Regions from separate parts of the Mus musculus genome. Here all the other regions are linked to region 4. The links are chromatin contacts, called in public Hi-C and HiChIP or PLAC-seq maps. All regions are on one chromosome and are shown on one strand. Each heading gives the region's core, a stretch centred on a gene start, on an enhancer-like site or on the middle of the called end of the contact. The rest is flanking DNA. Distances are from core to core; before and after follow the strand shown.

What was found. A called contact is a pair of places that touch in the nucleus more often than the background predicts. HiChIP or PLAC-seq counts read pairs in DNA pulled down with a chosen protein or histone mark.
Region 1: an H3K27ac HiChIP or PLAC-seq map of thymic regulatory T cells shows a contact between it and region 4, with 5 times the contacts expected there. The contact joins the enhancer-like site here to the promoter of Pdzd8 in region 4. A contact is called at or near these places in 2 of 39 promoter capture datasets (hippocampal neurons and liver), 1 of 484 Hi-C or Micro-C datasets (olfactory sensory neurons) and 1 of 115 datasets of contacts at active chromatin or transcription factors (thymic regulatory T cells).
Region 2: an H3K4me3 HiChIP or PLAC-seq map of bone marrow-derived macrophages shows a contact between it and region 4, with 5 times the contacts expected there. The contact joins the promoter of Fam204a here to the promoter of Pdzd8 in region 4. A contact is called at or near these places in 14 of 39 promoter capture datasets (the 3T3-L1 cell line, 3T3-L1-derived adipocytes, the C10 cell line and 10 more), 10 of 484 Hi-C or Micro-C datasets (CD4 T cells, CD8 T cells, the HL-1 cell line and 4 more), 24 of 115 datasets of contacts at active chromatin or transcription factors (the 230-238 cell line, the NIH/3T3 cell line, the SCID.adh cell line and 17 more) and 2 of 9 other capture datasets (embryonic stem cells and liver).
Region 3: a contact with region 4 is called in a Hi-C map of B cells, with 11 read pairs. The contact joins the enhancer-like site here to the promoter of Pdzd8 in region 4. A contact is called at or near these places in 5 of 39 promoter capture datasets (the 3T3-L1 cell line, cranial neural crest, embryonic stem cells and 2 more), 1 of 484 Hi-C or Micro-C datasets (B cells) and 13 of 115 datasets of contacts at active chromatin or transcription factors (the 230-238 cell line, astrocytes, bone marrow-derived macrophages and 9 more).
Region 5: a contact with region 4 is called in an H3K4me3 HiChIP or PLAC-seq map of the 230-238 cell line, with 19 times the contacts expected there. The contact joins the promoter of E330013P04Rik here to the promoter of Pdzd8 in region 4. A contact is called at or near these places in 5 of 39 promoter capture datasets (the SN4741 cell line, cranial neural crest, maxillary cranial neural crest and 2 more), 1 of 15 datasets of contacts at CTCF or cohesin (large pre-B cells), 1 of 484 Hi-C or Micro-C datasets (adipose-derived mesenchymal stem cells), 14 of 115 datasets of contacts at active chromatin or transcription factors (the 230-238 cell line, the NIH/3T3 cell line, differentiating embryonic stem cells and 9 more) and 2 of 9 other capture datasets (adipose tissue and embryonic stem cells).
Region 6: an H3K4me3 HiChIP or PLAC-seq map of the 230-238 cell line shows a contact between it and region 4, with 13 times the contacts expected there. The contact joins the enhancer-like site here to the promoter of Pdzd8 in region 4. A contact is called at or near these places in 2 of 39 promoter capture datasets (cranial neural crest and liver), 14 of 115 datasets of contacts at active chromatin or transcription factors (the 230-238 cell line, the SCID.adh cell line, T-cell acute lymphoblastic leukemia and 9 more) and 1 of 9 other capture datasets (liver).

The regions. Positions count from the first base shown.
Region 1 is chr19:59,925,053-59,928,335 of GRCm38.p6, reverse strand. The region is part of intron 3 of Rab11fip2 (RAB11 family interacting protein 2 (class I)); the gene reads left to right. Among named protein-coding and RNA genes, the nearest start is that of Rab11fip2, 17 kb to the left of the region's middle. Within about 2 kb of position 1,990, at least 4 of the 459 cell types and tissues checked have an H3K27ac peak or open chromatin away from gene starts, as enhancers often do. A contact at or near this core is called in thymic regulatory T cells, where this site is marked.
Region 2 is chr19:60,225,332-60,228,739 of GRCm38.p6, reverse strand. Fam204a (family with sequence similarity 204, member A) reads left to right here and starts at 2,039. Exons shown (of 8, transcript NM_001358273.1): 1 at 2,039-2,096.
Region 3 is chr19:60,283,835-60,287,000 of GRCm38.p6, reverse strand. No RefSeq gene overlaps it. Among named protein-coding and RNA genes, the nearest start is that of Gm41882, 40 kb to the left of the region's middle. Within about 2 kb of position 1,845, at least 18 of the 459 cell types and tissues checked have an H3K27ac peak or open chromatin away from gene starts, as enhancers often do. A contact at or near this core is called in the 230-238 cell line and B cells, where this site is marked.
Region 4 is chr19:59,344,499-59,347,647 of GRCm38.p6, reverse strand. Pdzd8 (PDZ domain containing 8) reads left to right here and starts at 1,868. Exons shown (of 5, transcript NM_001033222.3): 1 at 1,868-2,929. The coding sequence starts at 2,061.
Region 5 is chr19:60,143,242-60,146,621 of GRCm38.p6, reverse strand. It overlaps E330013P04Rik (RIKEN cDNA E330013P04 gene), which reads right to left and starts at 1,947. Exons shown (of 5, transcript NR_026942.1): 1 at 1,787-1,947.
Region 6 is chr19:60,181,537-60,184,674 of GRCm38.p6, reverse strand. No RefSeq gene overlaps it. Among named protein-coding and RNA genes, the nearest start is that of E330013P04Rik, 38 kb to the right of the region's middle. Within about 2 kb of position 1,579, at least 60 of the 459 cell types and tissues checked have an H3K27ac peak or open chromatin away from gene starts, as enhancers often do. A contact at or near this core is called in the 230-238 cell line, the SCID.adh cell line, T-cell acute lymphoblastic leukemia and 3 more, where this site is marked.

The sequences.
Region 1 (3,283 bases), core at 741-3,240, 580 kb before region 4:
TTAGGTAATTAACGAGCTCTTAAGCACTGGACACAGGATAACACGTGGTGAGTCTGATAGTTAAAGAGAGCAGGTCGTTACGATATGACCAAATGCATGACAGAGCCTGTAAGTCCTCTGAAGCTCTCCAGGAGGAAAGTGTTACGGTTCTATTCCAGTGATCCCAGCATGCTAACTTTTATAAATCAGTACATAAGCTTTGGGGTTTAAGGTAACATCTGAGAGAATTATTTGTTTGTAAACAGGAAGTAGAAGGGCTTATGGATGCAGGTGGATGATGTGTGCTGATGTGGATTCTGAGCTGTGTAGTTAGAGGGAAATTCTTCAGAAGAACAGACTATGGATGCCTCAGTTACTTTAAACACCACCAGTGAAGCATGCTTTTCATTTGTGGCCTCTTGCCTAAAGCTGCCTATTCTAGATCATCTTGCTCCTCTGTTGACTTTACAATGTCAGACTTTTGGCCACAGAGGAGACTGCATTGGGGACATCCTAGCCAGGGTTCTTCATTCAACTCTCTGCCAATTTCACATTTGAGAGCTGACATTCCCAGTTGCAAAGACTTGGTTATTTCCTGTGTAACTTGGATATTACTGTCTCTAGTTTTGATTCAGAAAACTCCCAGTCAAGCATTTTCTTACAGTCCTGTTGTATTCTGGTAGGTATATCCAACTAGTAGCCATAGGTCACATAGGCCGAGGACAGCAGTGAGTGTGGCCCGACACAAACCTATAAAGGTAAAAAGCTCTTGAGTTGTTTCTAACAGACTGTGTGGTTCTTGAGCATGGCCTTAGTAGATGGCTTTGTGTTCCAGTGTGAAAAGCTTGAATGTACCTGCAAAGGTTAAAATCTAATGAGTTTCTAACATTGCATGACCTGTCTCAGTATGGCTCCTGCAGGCCATCAAGCTGAATATGTTTCTGAATTTTAGCTTTGGAATCATTTCCATTATTTCTTTTCAGTGGTGTTTTAAGTGAGAATATATCCCACTCTCAAACCTCCATTCCTAGCCTTACTGAAGCTTTATACAAGCTTGAGAAATCATACAGAAAATCTGATCATCTAAACTTTAAGAAGACCAAACAATGGCTATTTAAATGGTATTAGTTTCTTCATCAGAAAGATATTAAAATGTAAAACAAGTATATAAAACAAATTAAGACATTATTCACCACATAATTAACACTTAGCTACTTATTAATAATTATATAATAACATCGATATAATTCATCACTAAACAGTAGGTTCAAGGATACCTATGTCAAATGTTCAGACCATAATTTTACTAGAAATGGGTTAAATGAATACAGTAACAGTTTTTTTTTATTTATTTTATATGTCACCGTTGGATATTTAGACAATCTGGCTACAGTAGTTACTGCCATGAATACATAATACATAAATACACTGCTGCAATTCAAAAGGAAAAGCTTTACCATCAATAAAGGAGAGCAGTACCAAGTGATGGGTCAGACAGCCCAGATAGGAATGCCCTAGGCACAAAACCCAGAGGCCTGGAAAGGAGGCCTGCACAAAAGCCAATGAGGGCCATACAAATAAGAAGCAAGGTGATTCCCACAATGAAAGACTTACAGGAGTTAGAAAAGAGCAAAATCTGGAAAAGCCAGAAAAACCTTTTTATGTGCATAGTCATTATAATGGTAAGATGAAGACACTTTAAATGCACAAATCTTTAAAGTTACTGAAATTTGCATTCTATGTTCAAAGAAGCCAGAGTATTCAAGTGTTGGAAAATAAATTTGTAAGAACTGTTACTGTGTCCATACTAGCTTGCTAGATTTGATTAAAAACACATAGTCCCTATTCTTGAGAACAAACCTTAAACAGACAAGGAAACACTAGCTTATGATAAAACAAACAAACAAACAAAAAAACAAAAAACCCCCTAAAGCTAAAATCTCAAACCTCTCCTTCAAGACTAACACACTAAATCTGATTCAGAAACCACAGACCTAACATTGTTCTAGAAAACAAAACACCCACAGAAGATGAAAGAGTCCCAGCATGCACACCTGTGCATGATGTATGTGTGTGTGTGTGTGTGTGTGTGTGTGTGTGTGAGTGCTCATGTACCCGCACACATGGGTCCTAAAGGTCAACACTGGGTATCTTCCTCAATCTCCACTTTTATTTTTGAGATAAGATCTCTCACTGAATTGGCTAGACTGGCTTGCCCTCAAGTCCTGGGGATCTGTATCTGCTCCCAAGTGCTGAGCTCATAGGTGTGCATGCTGGGACTCTTTCATCTTCTGTAGGTGTGCTGGGGATCTGAACCCAGTCCCTCATACTTGCATGGCAAATACTTTACCACCTGAACTATCTCCCTGGGCCAGGATTTATCTTAAATTTGACAAGACCCAGCATTTTTTTAAAAAAACTGTTTTGTTTTCTATGCATGCACACACACATCATGACATTGACTTCCACGTGTATGCACACACACTTGGGAGATGTCATTAGACTTGTTCCTTTTCTTCTTTTTCCATTCCTTGGTCACTGTCTCACTCAAAGGCTGAAGAATACATAGAAGTGTTTCTCAAAGGGTGCTCCCTTCTCCCAACCCTCAGCATCAAACCAACAGCACCAAAGCAGCTTATGTTCACAGTCTAACTGGCTATCCTAGTTATAACTAACTACTTATCCCCAGTCTCAGTCACCCCCTGCCCATTTACCCCCACAGGCACTCCATGTTAGCTCCAGACTATTGTGTGGTTTAGCCTCTTGTCTCAGAATTGGATTACAGGCATAGGCCAAAATATTCAGCCTTCTAATGTTTTCTGGTCCTGCTAGGGAATGAATCCCAGAACTTCCCACAGATTAGTTAAATATTCTGTCATGGAGATATACCCCAGTTACTGACTGTACCTATTCATACAACAATTTTCCTTAAATAATTCTTCCCCTTTAAGAGCAGCCAGTGCTCCTAACTAGTGAGCCATCTTTCCTGTCCCTTACCACATTCATTTCAAAATTAAAGAAAAACCCTGGACATCTTACTGTAATACCAGCTATCAGAGACACATCATACCACAAGACACCTTAAAATGCTCTGGAAGCCCAAGTACATTCACCTTTGCAGCAAGACAGCAAGTCACACCGCAGCAGCAGTAGCAGCAGCAGTGGGAAGCTATGAGCTCGCATCTGAACCACTAGCACAGCGCAGAGAAAGTGAAATGGAGTAGGGTGAGGCTTTAAGCTTTGAAATCCTGCCCCCAGTTACATACTTACTCCAATAAGGCCTCACCACCGGAACTCCCCCCAA
Region 2 (3,408 bases), core at 790-3,289, 880 kb before region 4:
CTATAGCTTCTTCCCTGCCCCCTCACTATTCTGGTCACTCCTCTGCCTCTAGCAGTTGTTATGGAATAAATATAGTTTTCCCCCAAATCCATGTAGAAGCCTTAATCCATCACATAGTTATATCTGGAGATGGGATCTCTAAGTGAGTAACCAAAGTAAAATCAAAAGAATGTGTCTCTGACCTGGTCCCATTAGTATCCTTATGAGGGCTTCAGAGCACTCTCCTAAACTGTGTTTCAACTAGGTCATGTGAGCACACTGAGCTAGTAGCTGCTTACAAGCCAAGAGAAAAGACCATGTGCCAGACATTGCAGAATCCAGAGCTGGAGAAATGCATTGATTAAGATACCCAGTCTGTGGTATTTTGTTATAGCAACTCACAGCAAACTGACACAGCAATTACCTGCTCAATGCTGATAGTTATGCTTTTCCCTAGAATCAGGGAATGCTTGAAAGGAATCCTCCGTCATGCAAACTTATCAAATCATGATTCTAGAACACTACATCATAAACTTGCATATCTTCCAGAAGTTATTGGACAATGCATGGGTATAATGTATGTTTAAATATTAGGATTAAATATGTAATAATGATTAATCCATTCACATTATTGAATAGAGGCAAGAATTTTGTACATCACAATATTTTAAAAGGTTCTTGTTCATAATGTGAATAAGTGAAAATTACTGTAAGTTAAGCCATGTGTGCATTAAGTTTGGCCTACAACCAACTCCTTCCTTTGAAAAACTAAATAGCTTGAACTGCAGCTTCACTTAAGAGTATGTTAGTATTCTTATAACGTGTTGCTGAGTCTTAGTCAGTCATAGTAGTTGACTTTTAGCCAGTCAGTATGACAGCTGATCACACCATGTTTTTATAAGGTAAATACTAAGATATGACCAACCACAGTATTATATGTTTCTTTTTACCTTTTTTTAATTTACAAAGATTGCTTGCTCACTGATGGAACACTCTGAACTTTGACTGGGCCAGAGTCTATTCATGAAACAACTGTTTGTTCAAATCAATTCTGCAAAGTTTAATTTTTCATAAGTTTTTTTAAACTTGTTCAAGGCTTTGTATTTTGTATGTGCATGTGCCATATATGTGTTCTAATGCATGTGCATTAGGTCAGAAGACAACTCGAAAGTGTAGTTCCTTAGGGGTTGCCCACCTGTCTTTTGTGGTCACTGGCCTAGAGCTTGCCTCGTAGGCTAGTCTGCCTGTCTGCATCCACAGTGCTGGCTGCCATGCCTGGCTTTTAAAATACGGATTCTGAGGGTGGAATGAACTTAGGTTCTTACTGAGCTATCTCTCAGCCCTGTAGTTTCTTATATAACCATCACAAGAAAATAGAAACATAATCTGAGTACAGAACAGTACTTCAGAAAATGGAAGCATTTCTGAAGTGGTCCTACTTCATCCCCGTATCATCGCCTGGATTTACTGTTTTCACATGGTGAAAATTTCTGCTCTTTTCCTCATTTACACGCCGGTAAACCCCTCATCAGGACCTATACACTATGCCAGCCTGGTAAATCAACTTCTGAGTAGGGGGTGCTTAGCTGGATTTGATTCGGTCAACCAGACTGGAAAGTCCCTGGAGAACTGGAATCCGGTTGAGAATTGCATGAGGCCTGGAACACAGTGGACACTCAAATATACGCAAAAAGATAGGAAAGGCTGGGGAGAGGGGTGGCGAGGAAGCGAAGGAAGCAAAGCCTTCCTTGAAGAGATCATCTACAGTTCTCCATTGAACTCAGGTGGGCATCGAAGTCAGCATTTTCTTTAGCCAAGTTCACCAGCACAGGAAAGGAGCGAGGAAAGGACAAAACTTTAAAAAAAAATCGCTTGGTTAAAGTGAGGAAAAGGAGAAAAACAAACAAACAAACAAACAAACAAACAAACAAACAAAAAACAAAAACAAAACCTCAACAGGCTCCTCTTAGCAGAGGCGTTTAGGCAAGCCAGGCTGTTCCCTGGGCGACCATAGAGCCAGAACGGCCGCAGCCGATTGGCTGATCCGCCCGAGCCAATCAGAAGACACGATGTTGGCGGGGTTCTAAGATGGCCGCCGAGCCGCTGTTTCCTCCCTGGTAAGTTCGGCTTCGCGAGGCGCGACTTGGCGGCAGGATTCGCGGCGGCCTGTCGGGCTGTGTTCCGAGGCAGGGAGGGCGGCGCAGGAGTCGGGGCGGCTCGTCCTCGCAGATCTGCCGAAGCGGGCTTGGAAAACCCTGGGTTCGGGCGGGCGCCGCTGGGCTCCGGGGGCGTCGTGAGGTAGCCGTCCGGTCCCGGGCCAGCGAGGAGCGCGAAAGCCCACACAGCAACTGCGGCTGACCAGAGCGAGGTTCGCGGCTCGCCGCTCCGCCGGCGTCCCGATGCGAGTTCTGACGCGGCTGGAGAGCTGAAGGTGGTGCGGCCTCGCACCGGGTGAGTGCCGCCGAGTTCCAGGTTGTCCGTGCGGGAAGGGGTGTGCCTTTCAGAGCCACCCTCTCAGTCTTGAACTTTGTAAGTACTTGTACAGTGGCATGGATTGCGTGGTTTAAAATCTTTCCACACAAGTTAGAGAGGGTCCCGGGGGAAAGTGGGTTCCAAGCCTTGGCTGTAAACATTGTTTTAATTCAAACTCACCTATCCTTAAGATTAAAAATACAAAAAATAAATAACTTATTTGAAGTATATCTGAACTGAGGCCCCTGACTCCCCTCGGGTTTTCTGTGTCGTTTTAAGAAAAAGGAACACATTTTCTAACAATAAATAAGACATTTACATTAATGTTGATAATCTTAAGCCTAAAAGTGTGTCAGTTAACTAGTTCCAAAGTTCAGGAACTATTTATTATGCTCTTATAGGTTAGAGGATGGCGGTTATAATTATTTTACAAATAGGATTAAATTTAGATGTTTGTGATTATTTAAAATCGAATACATAAGACAGCCACTTGATGGAAATGCAGCTTAAATTCTGGCATAGTAGAGACAGAAAATTTGTTGGATGCGCAGATTTTATCCTTTGGGTATTGCTTGTAACCAGTTTTGTGGTCTAGAAATACATTTCTCAAATCTCTAAATGTGACTCTCAGTGTGTTACTTAGTATAATATCTCCCCTTTTTCATATGCAAAAAGTGCAGAAAAAATTATTAGTAAAATTTGCCTAGATTTGACCTGTCTCCCAAATCTTTGTCTCCAAGAATTCGCCACCAACTTTGCCCTCTAAAAGTTCATAATTTAAAGCTGTCAGGCGTAACTGGATCACAATGATTTTGGCCAGTTGTAGAAAGAGTTGCTGTTAGTTTCTAATGTGTGTTGTGATGAAGATTAGTGCCTGCCTCTTGGTTTGTGTGTGGTGTGTGACAGGTCTGCCTTCTTTTTCTCCTGCTGCTTGTCTGTCTTTTGTTGTAACTTGGT
Region 3 (3,166 bases), core at 596-3,095, 940 kb before region 4:
GCAAAGGAGCTTATCTGCACCTAATACTGATCTCTAATTCCTGCCCTCCTTGAACCATCCATTTTCTAACAGCATTAACTGGCAAATTTACATCCCATCTTAATGCTGCTAAAGAGGACAGGAGATGAAGAGCAAATGACAGCGGTGTAATGAGGGTGGCTTTTTTCTCCTTTCTCTTTAATGGCTGAAGATTTACACAATTGTCTGTAAGCTTATATAGAGAGCTTACCTGAACCTTTTCCCAGCGTGGATTCGACTTGCAGGCGCTTTTGTTAACTAAACACACATAAATATTTTTAAGGAGGTTTAATAGACTTCAAAAGAAAGCCAAAAGGATAGAAAAAAGGGGAAAAGAAAATCACAAATTTAAATGTCATAAATAATATAAAATTTTGGAGAGGGCTAGTGTAATTTCTGAACAAACGGTGTTGTAAAAAAAATAGTGTTCTGAGAGATGTTCGTGTAGACAGATTTTGATTCAAATATTAAGGATGATTAATTAAAGTGAGGATTTAGAGGGAGCTGTGTTCCACATGCCACCAAAAACCTGGGATTTCTCTGATCATGTAACATCCATCAAAATACTACCTGTTCACTAACAGGGTGTGAAGAGATAGAAGGGAATTTCAATAGTAAATCTGAATGTAGGGAGCTACAATAGCTGGATGTGGGGAAATCCCATTTGTGTGTCCAGATGATAAAGTAAACCAAATAAAAATCACCATGGACGAGCCATTTAACATCACAGGCTGGAAACCTTGAAGTTGTCTTTGACTCTCCCGTCCCTTTCATCCTCTTTATCCAATCCATTACCAATCCTGCCTTTCCTTCCTTTGAAATGATTTAGGAAAGAAAAAAAAAAACTCCTCTTTTTTTTTTCCTCCCACCACCCTAAGCCATTTGTCTAGCACCTCTCAATTGAAATAGGGTAGGCTCCCACTGCTTCCTCTGCTCGTCGCCCTCCTTCCACAGTGTTATTAAAATATACCTTAATATTCCTACCCTGTAATTTGAGTTGTTAGAAAACAAACAAGCTTGTCATGTTACCGTCCCCGCTATCCCAACAACAGTCCTCACAGCATCTGAAATGATGAATCTTGGACATGAATTTGACGGAAGGTATAAGACCCATGAATTGAAAGCTGTAAAATATCAAAAGAGAGGAAATTGGAAGAGGAAAGGATGGCAAGCTGGGTCAGAGCAGAAGTTGGAGAGCCTTCTCTCCCAGGCCAGAGAGCAGGGCTCTAGGTGACATACTCTTCTTTGTTTGGTTTTCACCACTCTTTCAAGATGTTAAAAACCCCTCATAGCTCAGGGGAAAATAAAAGGAAGCTACATTTTGCCTGTGAATGGTAGCTTGCTGGATTCCAATTAGAGGACTAGTATTGTTAAGGTAGAGTCTTCCCAAACTGACCCTTAAATTTGACTTGAGGCAAGCAAAGCTGGGTATGGCTTGGCAAGCCTGTCACCCCAGCACTCACCAGCACACAGGAGGCTGACGAAGAAGGATCAAAAGTTCAATGCTATCCTGGGCTATGTTAAAGAAGAGCCTAACAGGGTTTTTTTTTTAAGACATTGATATATTAACTTTAACATTCATAAGGAAAAGCAAAGGACCTTAAATACTGAGAAGGATTGCCCAGCCTTTTGCCAATGCAGCACGACATTGTTATTTTTAAACTTTATGTTCAAGGGCTGCCTGACTGATTTACTAAAATTGGGGAAAAAAAATCTCATGATGTTTTAAGTGAGTCTATGCTTTTGTATCAGGTATATTTACAACTATCATCACTCACACGTAGGCTATTAGACATGCCTACTAGAGCAATCTTGAAAAACATTGGTCAGAATTAGGGGACTCCCACTTCCTGATTTTACAACTTTCCACGGAGCTATAATAAGACAGTGATACACTTAAGTAAAAATCAGTCAAGCACAAAATAGAGAACCGAGAAGTAGACTCACAGTTATGTGCTCAGTTGATTTTGATCAATATTTTTGAGCAGAGTGATACAAGGGAGGAAAGGGGGGCTTTTCAAGGAATGAAACTAAATACGGATTTTTGTTTGAAAAAACATCTCTGACTTCTTTGCTTCTATGACACTCACATCTTTCAGAGTTTCTCCTCCTAAAGTAACTGGAAGCTTTGTCCCAGGCTTGACCTGAGGTCTCTCTCAGCCCTGCCTTCTAGGGTTTCATGACTTCTTCTTGCCATTCTCCATAGTAAGCTTTACTGGATGTTACTCTTCACCTGACTTGGGTAAGTGTTAGTGTAGCCTGTAGCTTCCTCACCTGTGAGACCATGAAGGAGCTGCTAGGAGACATGGGAATTCCTACAGAACCAGGAGAATGGAACCTGGCAGACAATAGATTTGTAAGCTCTTTTGCTCCCTCTCTGCTTCTTTTTCATCTTTGGACCTATTATTTTTTCATGTTGCCTATACCCAGCCACGTTCCTGTCCCAATAAGAGATAGCTGCCAACGGAATATGGCCCAGAGTCATCACAGGAAGTCTCAATTGGGGATTGCCCAGATTAAATTGGCCTATGGCTATTTCTGTGAAGAATTGTCTTGGTTAATGATTGAGGTGAGAAGGACTGGCCAACTGTGGGTAGTACCATACCTAAGCAGGTTGTCCTGAACTGCATTTTTAAAAAAAATGCAGAGCAGAGAACCAAAGGGCAAGCCAGCAAATAGCATTCCTCCTAGATTCCTACTTCAGTTCTTGGGTCCAGTTCCTGCTTTGATCCTGCCTTGAGCTCCTGTCCTGGCTTCTCTCACTGATGGAGTGTGACTTGGACTAAGTAATCATGAACAAAATTATTATTGATGTAACACCTATAACCAAAGGTAAAGTGTGCTGTTATCGTGCTAAACTTTGTACAGAGAGCAGTACATATCAGAGAAAGGATAAGAATTCATCTGTGAAAGATTTATTGAGCACCAACTATATACCTGCATGGAAGATGGAAATGAGGGTTTGATACTAGTAATAAGAGCTAGGGCACAAATAAACACCAAACAAATGAAGTCATTCCAGATAGTGTCAAAAGCACTGACTGTAGGCAAACAGGAAGACAGGCTGGAGAGTGTCTGGACTTGGTGTGTTCTCTGACAGAAGGAGCGGACATTAAAGCTACTTATTTCACAGATTTCTACAAGATTA
Region 4 (3,149 bases), core at 619-3,118:
TTGATTTTTAGCTTATGGTTTCAGAGGTGTCAATCCATCAAGTCAGGGAGGGCGTGGCAAAGCAGAGGTAAGCTCAATCCCTCCCAACCAACAGAAATCCAGAAGAGTGTAGGAAGAGGCTGGGACCTATCCCCAAGGACACTGCCCTACTGACCCGCTTCTTCCAGCCAGGTCCTCCCTCCCTGCTTTCACAACCTTCCAATAATGCCATCATCATATTATGAACCCATAAAACATCCATTCCTTAAGCCAGTCCTCAGGCCCTAAATCATTTGGGCAAATGCCCTCAAAGACACTCCCAGACACACATTTAGGCCTCCCTAGGTGTTTCTCAGTCAATCTGGTTGATAAGATTTCATTACATTATCAATTTGCTTCCAAAGTTCTATACTTGGCTCAGCTGGGTCAGAACTCTGGTTTAAGGCTCCAATCACCCAGTCAAGACTAGAAAGGATCCCTGTACTGATGTCTCAAGAGCCAGCCTGAATCCACGAGGGTTTTAGTAGCGGAATACCTGACCTCCCTAGGACTAGACAAGTTGTGTCGGTGAGGACAGATAAAAACTGTGATGTAACAACTGAGTAGTCAGAAAGCACCAGAGGAAACACCGTTGCCAGGGAACACAAAGGCTTCTGGCTCTATTGGTACCCTCTGCAAAATCTTCCACTTTTCCCAGTCTCTGCATCTCCAACTCTCCTTTATGGAGCAACTGGGACCTGATCCCTGATCGGCTTTTTAAATTTTTATTATTTTTTATTTTCAAAACCAAAAAGCTAAGCTGAGCGGTGGCGGCATACGCCTTTAATCTCAGCACTTGGGAGGCAGAGGCAGGTGGATTTCTGAGTTCGAGGCCAGCATGGTCTACACAGTGAATTCCAGGACAGCCAGGGCTACACAGAGAAACCCTGTCTCGAAAAACAAACAAACAAACAACCCCCCCCCCCAAAAAAAACCTCCAGCATCCTCCGTGTTATTATGCCAAGTAGAAACCAAGGACTTAGGATCCCACGATGTGACCCCTAAGCAATTTCTTTACTATGCCACGGGTACCACGGGTTATTCTGTGAAATTGGTAGGCACTAAAAGTAATGGCCTGAGGGATGGACTCCGGATAATGCCCTCAGAGAGGAAAGAAGGGAGGAGGGGGGCGTGAACAATCTGAATGGAGTCGCTAAGACACCTTCCAATATGCTGGCAAATTCACTCAGCTCACCCACTCCTCCCAGACCTCAAATAAACTTCTTTCTCACTTAAATTGAAATCCCCAAGGTAGGAAAGTTAGTCCCCTTCTCGCGGTTCCGCTTGGTCCCTTCTCGGGGCCCATTCTCTGCGGATGCAGGTCTGCCGGTCTGTGCGGGCTAGCGATGGCAATCCCTGATGCAGTCTGTCCTCTGGCCGGCTCGGGCAGTGTCCCAACCGCCTGTGCTCAGGCTCTCTGCGGCGCTGCCCTGCAGGGGAGGCAGCAACACACTGAGGGATGCTGGGCGGTCGCCACAGAGGTATCCGGCAGGACCCACGGCCGCCGCGGGGGATGGGCGCGGAATAACGGACGGCCGCGCCGGGCCCCGTCAGCCCGACTTATCCAGGTCTCCTTCCGTTATCTCGCGCCCTCCGGAGACGACGGACGCACGGATCGCCGCGCCGCCGGCGGCAGGAATGCAGGGGCGTGGGGGGAGCGGCGCTGGAAGCGCGCCGAGAGGTGGGAAAGGACCCGCGTCCAAGCGCGCCGGGGCGCCCGGCGCCGGGGGCGCGCACGCTCTGACGTCACGCGCCGCTCGCCCAATGAGCGCAGGCTCTGTGGGGAGGCGCCGTTCCCGCCCTCGCCCGCCGCCGGTCCGCCGCTCGGGCCGCCCCCGGGGGAGCGTCTGAGGAGGCGCGGGGCCGCGGCGGGCTAAGGCGCCGCCAGGCAGCGTCGGACTGCGGACGCTCGGTTCGGGCCCAGGGAGCCGCTCATCCGCGACCGATGTCCTCAAGATGGAGGCGGCGGGGGCGACGGCGTGAGGAGGAGGGCGGCGCGGAGAGCGCGGGAGCAGGCCGAGGGTTGCGGCGGGGGCGGCGGGATGGGGCTGCTGCTCCTGATCCTGGCGTCGGCCGTGCTGGGCTCGTTCCTCACGCTGCTCGCACAGTTCCTGCTACTCTACCGCAGACAGCCCGAGCCGCGGGCGGACGAAGCGGCCCGCGCGGGCGACGGCTTCCGCTACCTTAAGCCGGTGCCGGGCCTGCCCCTCAGGGAGTACCTTTATGGCGGCGGCGCCGAGGAGCTCGCTGCTTGCTCCTCCGAGGCCGGCGCCAGCTCGACCCCGACCCCCGACAGCCCGGCCCCGCCGACGCTGGAGACCTGCTACTTCCTCAACGCCACCATCCTGTTCCTGTTCCGGGAGCTGCGGGACACCGCGCTCGCCCGCCGCTGGGTCACCAAGAAGATCAAGGTGGAGTTCGAGGAGCTGCTGCAGACCAAGACGGCCGGCCGCCTGCTGGAGGGGCTGAGTCTGCGCGACGTGTTCCTGGGCGACACGGTGCCCTTCATCAAGACCATCCGGCTGGTGCGGCCCGTGGTGGCCTCGGGCACCGGCGAGCCCGACGACCCCGACGGGGACGCGCTGCCCGCCACCTGCCCGGAGGAGCTGGCCTTTGAAGCGGAGGTGGAGTACAACGGCGGTTTCCACCTGGCCATCGACGTGGACCTGGTGTTTGGCAAGTCCGCCTACCTGTTCGTGAAGCTGTCTCGCGTGGTGGGGAGGCTGCGCTTCGTCCTCACCCGCGTGCCCTTCACCCACTGGTTCTTCTCCTTCGTGGAGGACCCGCTGATTGACTTCGAGGTGCGCTCCCAGTTCGAGGGGCGGCCCATGCCCCAGCTCACCTCCATCATCGTCAACCAGCTCAAGAAGATCATCAAGCGCAAGCACACCCTGCCCAGTTACAAGATCAGGTGAGAGGAGGGTCAGGGGAGCCGAGGCTACCCGGGGGAGGTTAGCCAGGGAAGGGCCAAGGCAGATTCCCAGCACGACCCTGGCCTGCAGTTTGCTTCCACCTGGACTGAGGCCCCCAAGCAAAGAAAGGCGGGTAGTGGGCACTTCCCGTGCTGCCAAGGCAGCACAGGGAGCTGGAGGCCTGAGCGCCTTGTCCCTGGCCAGTCAGTGAGTGCCTCT
Region 5 (3,380 bases), core at 698-3,197, 800 kb before region 4:
GAGATCAAACAGCCCAACTGTGCTGCACAATGAAGGAGGAGGTCTTAATTTTACCGTGTGCTACACCCTTCCAGCCAGACTGTGAGAAACAATGCATTCCCTTTATGTTCTCCGGAGCACAGAACCTCCCTGAGATTGTCTTGTGTTATCTCAGCAACATCTCTCTAACGTGGACAGGAGGGAGACTTAAGGCGTCTGAAAGAACCGAGTGATTTCCTCTGGCCTGGAGTGAACATCCCGGCAACCAAAGACAGCTTTAGCAGAACGGCTCATTCCTACTTGGCCTGTGACGGAATAGGATATTAATGTTATTTATTTTTAGTTCCAGATCTGTATTTTAAGGTGTTTTATTGGTTTATGGGAAAATGGGTTTGCGTGAGCTGAGCTATGGTATAGGACTTGATGTATATAAAGCATGTATGAAAAAGCTTAGAAAATAGCATGGGCCAGATGTTAGAATATTGCAAGTTTTTGTTTTCTTTCTTTTCATGGTACAAACAAGGTTTTTGATGAATCATGGTACTGCCAAAAAAAAAAAAATCTAGAAAAAAATTCCTTTCAATTTTACCCACTGAGCCATCAACCAACCAGCCCTCCCTTTAAATTTTAACATGGAACAACATTTGGGAAATTGAATATTTAACATTGAGAAAAGCGGACATCTTTGAATTTCACTTGGTAGACATTTTAGCAGGCATGCCACAGTAGAAACACAAACCCACAGTTTTTATTTATTTTTATGAGCCAGTATTTTTTTTATTCTTTCAGTTTCCAGATAGTGGATTCAAAAATTTCAAACAGTATTCAAAAGGAGATAATGATTCTTAGAATTTTTTGACACAGGGGCTTCACTTGAGTAATAATCGGATACCCTACATCGACACTCTTCACAGACTTTGCTAAATATGAGCACTGGAGATGTCTCAAGTCGATCAGTGTTTCCATGGAAATAGATAACCCTTAGATAAGGCCTGAGAAACAGGGTTTGAGATGCTGTGAACCCCAGTCCCAGCACAGGAGAGAGATCAGAGTTCCGAAGACAAATGTGTATTTCTGTAGGATGAGTGTTTTCTCCGAAAGCATTAAGGGCGAGGACAATACTATCGTAGGGTTTTTAATCTTGGAAATAAGAGAGTAAATTACTTTGTACCTTATGCTTTTCAAGAGTGGTTAACCCAGCTTTGGAAGCAATGCTTCCTATTCCTAAAGGCAATAAGAACACTAGCTTAGAAAACTTGTGAATTACGGCTTCCCTGGCTGTGAGTTCCTAAGCTATTTATCTTAATTTTAGTTATCTTCTCTCATTCCAGTACTGCACTACATCCACACACATTTAATGATGTTTGTGAAATTCATAGCTAACTGTCTTGTATCACTTGGGGCTGCCTGGACATTACTTTTTGCTAATACTTTCTGCAAGAAGAACTCTCAAAGTCTGCACTCTACTTTGGACTTTTAACAAGAATAAACCTACAGAGCTGTATTTCTATCACTCCTTTCTGACTAAATCAATATTTGACTGGAATAGCCCCCATGAAAAGTCTGATTATTGAATATTGTGAAATCCACATCACTGTCCACAGCCGAGAGCAGTCCTCCTGCCCGTGGGTAAGAATTAAGATGTCGCAGGCAGGAATCAACACAGGATACTGGATTAAGTGAAGCTTTTTTCCCCCGTGTGTTAGAGCAAGTTTTATGAGTTAGAGAAGTCGCTGCCAGGCCGTGGTTTCTACACACAGGAGTAGTCTCTGCTGGGAAAAAGGGTTACAAAAGTCACCCGGCTTACCTTGCTTGTCACCACAACTCTGCAGGCGCGAGTGTCTCCAGTCCCACAACAGTTTAACTCACATGGATCCAGGAAGAAACCATTTCTCTGACCGATTACATCTTGGTTGCTCCCAAGGATACAGGGCTTTTGGGAAACACTGTGCATGCGTTCTTCGGTGGTTCCTCTCAATTTAAAGGCTGAAAGATGGGCAAGTGTCCAGTGGCTGCCCGACGACCGGGACAGGAATTCGCAACAGTAAGGCTTGTTCAGAAAGGGTTTCCCGTGACACAGCACAGTTTCACAGCAGCCACTAGATGGCGCATGAGAACCACTTGTGTCAGGCACCAACGCAAATGATCAGGTCTGTTCACAGCGAACCAAAAAAGTCCGAAAACAATCCTTCCCAAACTACTTTTCTAATAGGTTATTATCACCATCTCAGTGTTTACACGAAACCTAAATGGTCTTGATTTGTTTGGTGACTGTAGGGGAATCCTCCACAGAATATCCCGGTCAGATTGTAAACGTGGCATTTTAAATCTTTATTAAGTCAGAAAAGGGAATTGAGACAGACAGGAGCAACTAAATCTACCTATTTAGTACTGAACTTCAACAAAAGTTTTCTAAGTGTCTACTGGGTGGGAATGTTACTTAAGCTTCTTAAATGGTAAAAGAACATTCTATTACCCGGAAGAAAAATAAAAACCAAAATAACAACAACAAAAACAAAACAAACAAACAAACAAAAAAACCCAAAGTACCAGCAGCAAAAACGGTACCATCAATTTCACATTGTACAGAATGTCAAAGATATGTTAGACCTACACATAGCTCTGGGACTTCAGTAGTTGAATTTAAATTTTTTTTTCTATTTATTTATTTGAACGTGTGTGAGCTCATGTCCTACTGTGAAGGTCAGAGGGCAACTTGAAGGAGTCTGCTTCTCTTTCCACCATGTAAGTCTTGGGGATTGACATCATGTCCTGAGGTTTGGTGGCAAGTGTGTTTACAGTGAGCCAGCCATCTTGCCAGTTCATCATTTCTTGATGTAGAACAAATATGAATGTCAGGGACAAAAACCAAAGCAAAACCAAACCAAACCACAACTGCAACAACAAACCCCCTATAATCTCAGGACTTAGCTTATAATTTTTTTCCCTCTTAGAGCCAAGGATAACTCTCTTTGCCTTAGTAAATGTAAACTCCTATACAGAAAATACTGAAAGAGACAAAGTTACAGTGGAAGCAGTTTTTGTTTTTCTTTTGTGTTTGTTGTCATCAAATATAAAATTATGACACTTCTAAACCCACCTTCTGATAAACATTAATAGTAACAGATCTTATAGAAATATTCAGAGGGGAAAATCCTCAAGAAAACATCTTCAAGTTGATTTTGAAAGTTCTGAAGATGACTCAAAAGTCTCTGAAATATGTTTACTAGAAAGTCAGTGGCTTAAAACAAACAAACTAGGGGCAGCTTTTCTCTTTCACCCTCCTTAAAGTAGGTGTGATATTTCTTCTGAGGCAACCTGGAGCCCAGAGTAAAGACTGCTCTCATTTTTAGATCACTGGTTGTTTGTTTGAACTGAAGAATTAGTTGCATTTCAAAATA
Region 6 (3,138 bases), core at 330-2,829, 840 kb before region 4:
AGTGTCAGAGAGTGGGCTCAGCCCAAAGTTCACACCTTTTCAGTTCTTGGCACATTTTCAGGTCACCTTTTAGTAAGGCTTAGATTTGTAAATAACTGATTCCCATGTATAGACCCTGTTGGTGGCAGAACCAGTGTTGCATTGACAGGCTGTTAGGTAGGCATGTTGCCATTTCTCTTTTTTTTTTTCTATCACAGATCTGATTTTATTGCCAAGGCAGCTTAAAATATAGAATCTCCTAGCCTATGACTATTGGATACTATCATTCAATATATGATAATAGTCCATGTTAGATATATGAACTGTTGAGGCAAATCAAGCTCCCTGAACTTAAGGAAACATTGAATGCATTCTTTTCCTGTGGTTTTGAAAATGAAAGGCTCTTGTTTTGAAGCTAAAAAATGAAGTGTGTAGGAGAGGGAGGCAGCCCCCAGAAGCCAGAAGGGAGGGAGGGATCTTTTTACAATGCATTCATTATACTATCTTCTTGGTAGTCCCAAGTCTTCAATCCTTCATTAGGTAGATTTTTCAAGCAATGGCTTGAGTTTGTGCTCTGGAGCAGATGAGATGCCATACTGGGCAGCTGATCAGAGGGGTAAGAGGCCTGCTGATTTCTTACTTGGAGAAGCAGCCTCAGTCAGACAAGAGTCAATCCTTTAGACAAGGACTGTGGACAGGGGTGCTCAGGCTCCACATGGTATAGACCTATCGTTGCACTTGGGGTCAAGTCAGGTCAAAACAGTGCAAGTTGAAGCTATGTCAAAGACTAAGCTTGGGAGTCAGATTTCCTAAATGTGGTGTTAATGCAGAGGCAGCATCTCAGCATACTGTTGATGTGGACTAATGTCATTGTGTGTGTGTGAGCAGTGTGTGGGCAGGCATGTATGTGTGGATTCTACATATAACATACCTGCTAACACAATAATACCTGCTGTATTACTTATACTACCTTGTTTTTTTGTTTTGTTTTGGGGTTTTTCTTTTTGTTTTGTTTTGTTTTACTGGATCTCTCTATTGTCTGGAACTTCTCAATTAGGCTAATCTTGCTGGAGGAATCTGCCTGTCTTTGCCTTTCCCCCCTTGGGATCTCATTGTTTGTTATTCATTCATTTATTGTGTGTGGATATGGGTGTGAGTCTGTGGGTATTTGTGGGCCACAGCACATGTGTAGGGGTCAGAGGGCAACTTACGGGAGTCAGGGCTGTTGGAGCAGAATCTGTGTTTTGAAGATCAAACTCAGATCTTCATACTTGCAAATACTGGCTGATCCATCTCCCTTCAGCCTAAAGCCTAACTTTAAACATATAATTGCCAGAGTATGGCCTAATGGTGGACCCCTAACTCTGCTTGTGGGAAAAATAATTCCATTAAGGATGCTCCTATTTTGATCATGGACTGATATTTTTTCCAGTGGGTTTATTAGGATTTTGATACATTTTCAAGAATTAGTTCAATAAAGCGTATCTGTTCTCTTTCTACTCCAGGCCAGGTTTTCCCACCTGCTTTCACCTCAGTTTTGTGTCTCTTGAGACTAGACTCACCACAAGGAACAGATGGGAGTGGCTGTTGCTCTTTTCACTCAAGTGTGGCTAACAGCATTTCCTTTTCAGCTAAGCTCTCTGTACATCCACAGAGCTCTTCTTCCCAGCTCTGAGGCATGAGCTCTTCAAAAGGAAATTTCTGGTCAAGAAGCAAGGAAAGGTCTTTCAAGAGTGGGTAGCCACCTGGAAGCTAATCAGATCTGACTTGTGCCTTTGAGGGAAAAGGCTGCCTTCACGGAGGCCTCCTGGGCTCATAATCATGTTTGGATCACAGCATTGCAGTGGGTCTTAGTATCTTGGAAAATCAGCATTAAGTGTTAGCTGGTTGTTCTTATCCTCCATAGCATTCCCTGAGTATCTGGAGTATAGAGTATTGGTAGCTTGTCTCTTGCTGTCTATGTGAGCCTCTAAGAATGGCTCTGTCCACTAACCACAAAGTTCTTGACCTCTTGGGGTTACTTGTGGGAATATGTAGAGAGTACCCAGTCATATCCCCTGATGTTTTGAGGGTCCTAGAAGAAAAGAACTGATAGAATGAATAGGTTAGGGTTAGGGTACGAAAAAGAGTTTATTAGATAAGGAGTGTTGTCTTAGGGTTTCATTGCTGTGAAGAGGTACCATGACCACAGAAACTCTTTACAAGGGAAACCTTTTAACTGGGGATAGCTTACAGTTTCAGAGGTTTAGTCCATTATCATCACAGGAGGGAGCATGACAGCATGTAGGCAGACATGGTGCTGGAAAAGGAACTGAAAGTTCTATATCTTCATCAGCAGGCAGTAAGGAGAGACTGTCCCACTGGGCGTGGCTTGAGCATATATGAGACCTCAAAACCTGCCTCCACAGTGACACAGTTCTTCCAGCAAGATCACACCTACTCCCAACAAGGCTATACCTCCTAGTACCAATCTCTATGGGCCAAACATTCAAACATATGAGTCTATGGGGGTCATACCTATTCAAACTGCCACAGTTAGGTAACCTAACAATAGCTGTCTGTACACTGGAAAGGCTGAGAAACTCAAGGCTGGATTCTCTGTAGTCCCCAGTCTGTTGCTGAAGGCCTGAAGGATTCCTGGAGAGCCTTCCATCCACATTGGAACAGCAAAAGCTAGGCTCTCACATCAGCTAACATTGGCAGCAGCAATGGCAGCAACAACAGGACAGGCATGCACTCAGCAAGAAATGAAGGTAGGCATGCCAGAAAGTCCGGCTTTTTCCTCAGACTTTTTTATATCTGTACTGCCTAGAAGGTGTCATCCATTCTAGGAGAGGATCCTCCTCTCTCAACCCCTCTTTGAAATGACCTCACAGACCCATCCAGAGGAATGTGTCTTAGTTGATTCCAGATAAAACAAGCTGGCACTCATTATTAACTATTGCAGCCTGGATCAGATTACGTAGGCCTTCCAAGTAATGAGATGTTACAGGAAATATTAAAAAGAATGGCATATTCCTGTACTATACCGGGCTACTCTCTCCCCCACCAACCCCGCTACCTCCACGGCTAGCCCCATGCAGCGACCTATGGAAGTCTTCCCAGCTTCGGTTCTCTTGCATCAGGGCCTCTTGTCTCTTCCTCAACCATCTACCTCCA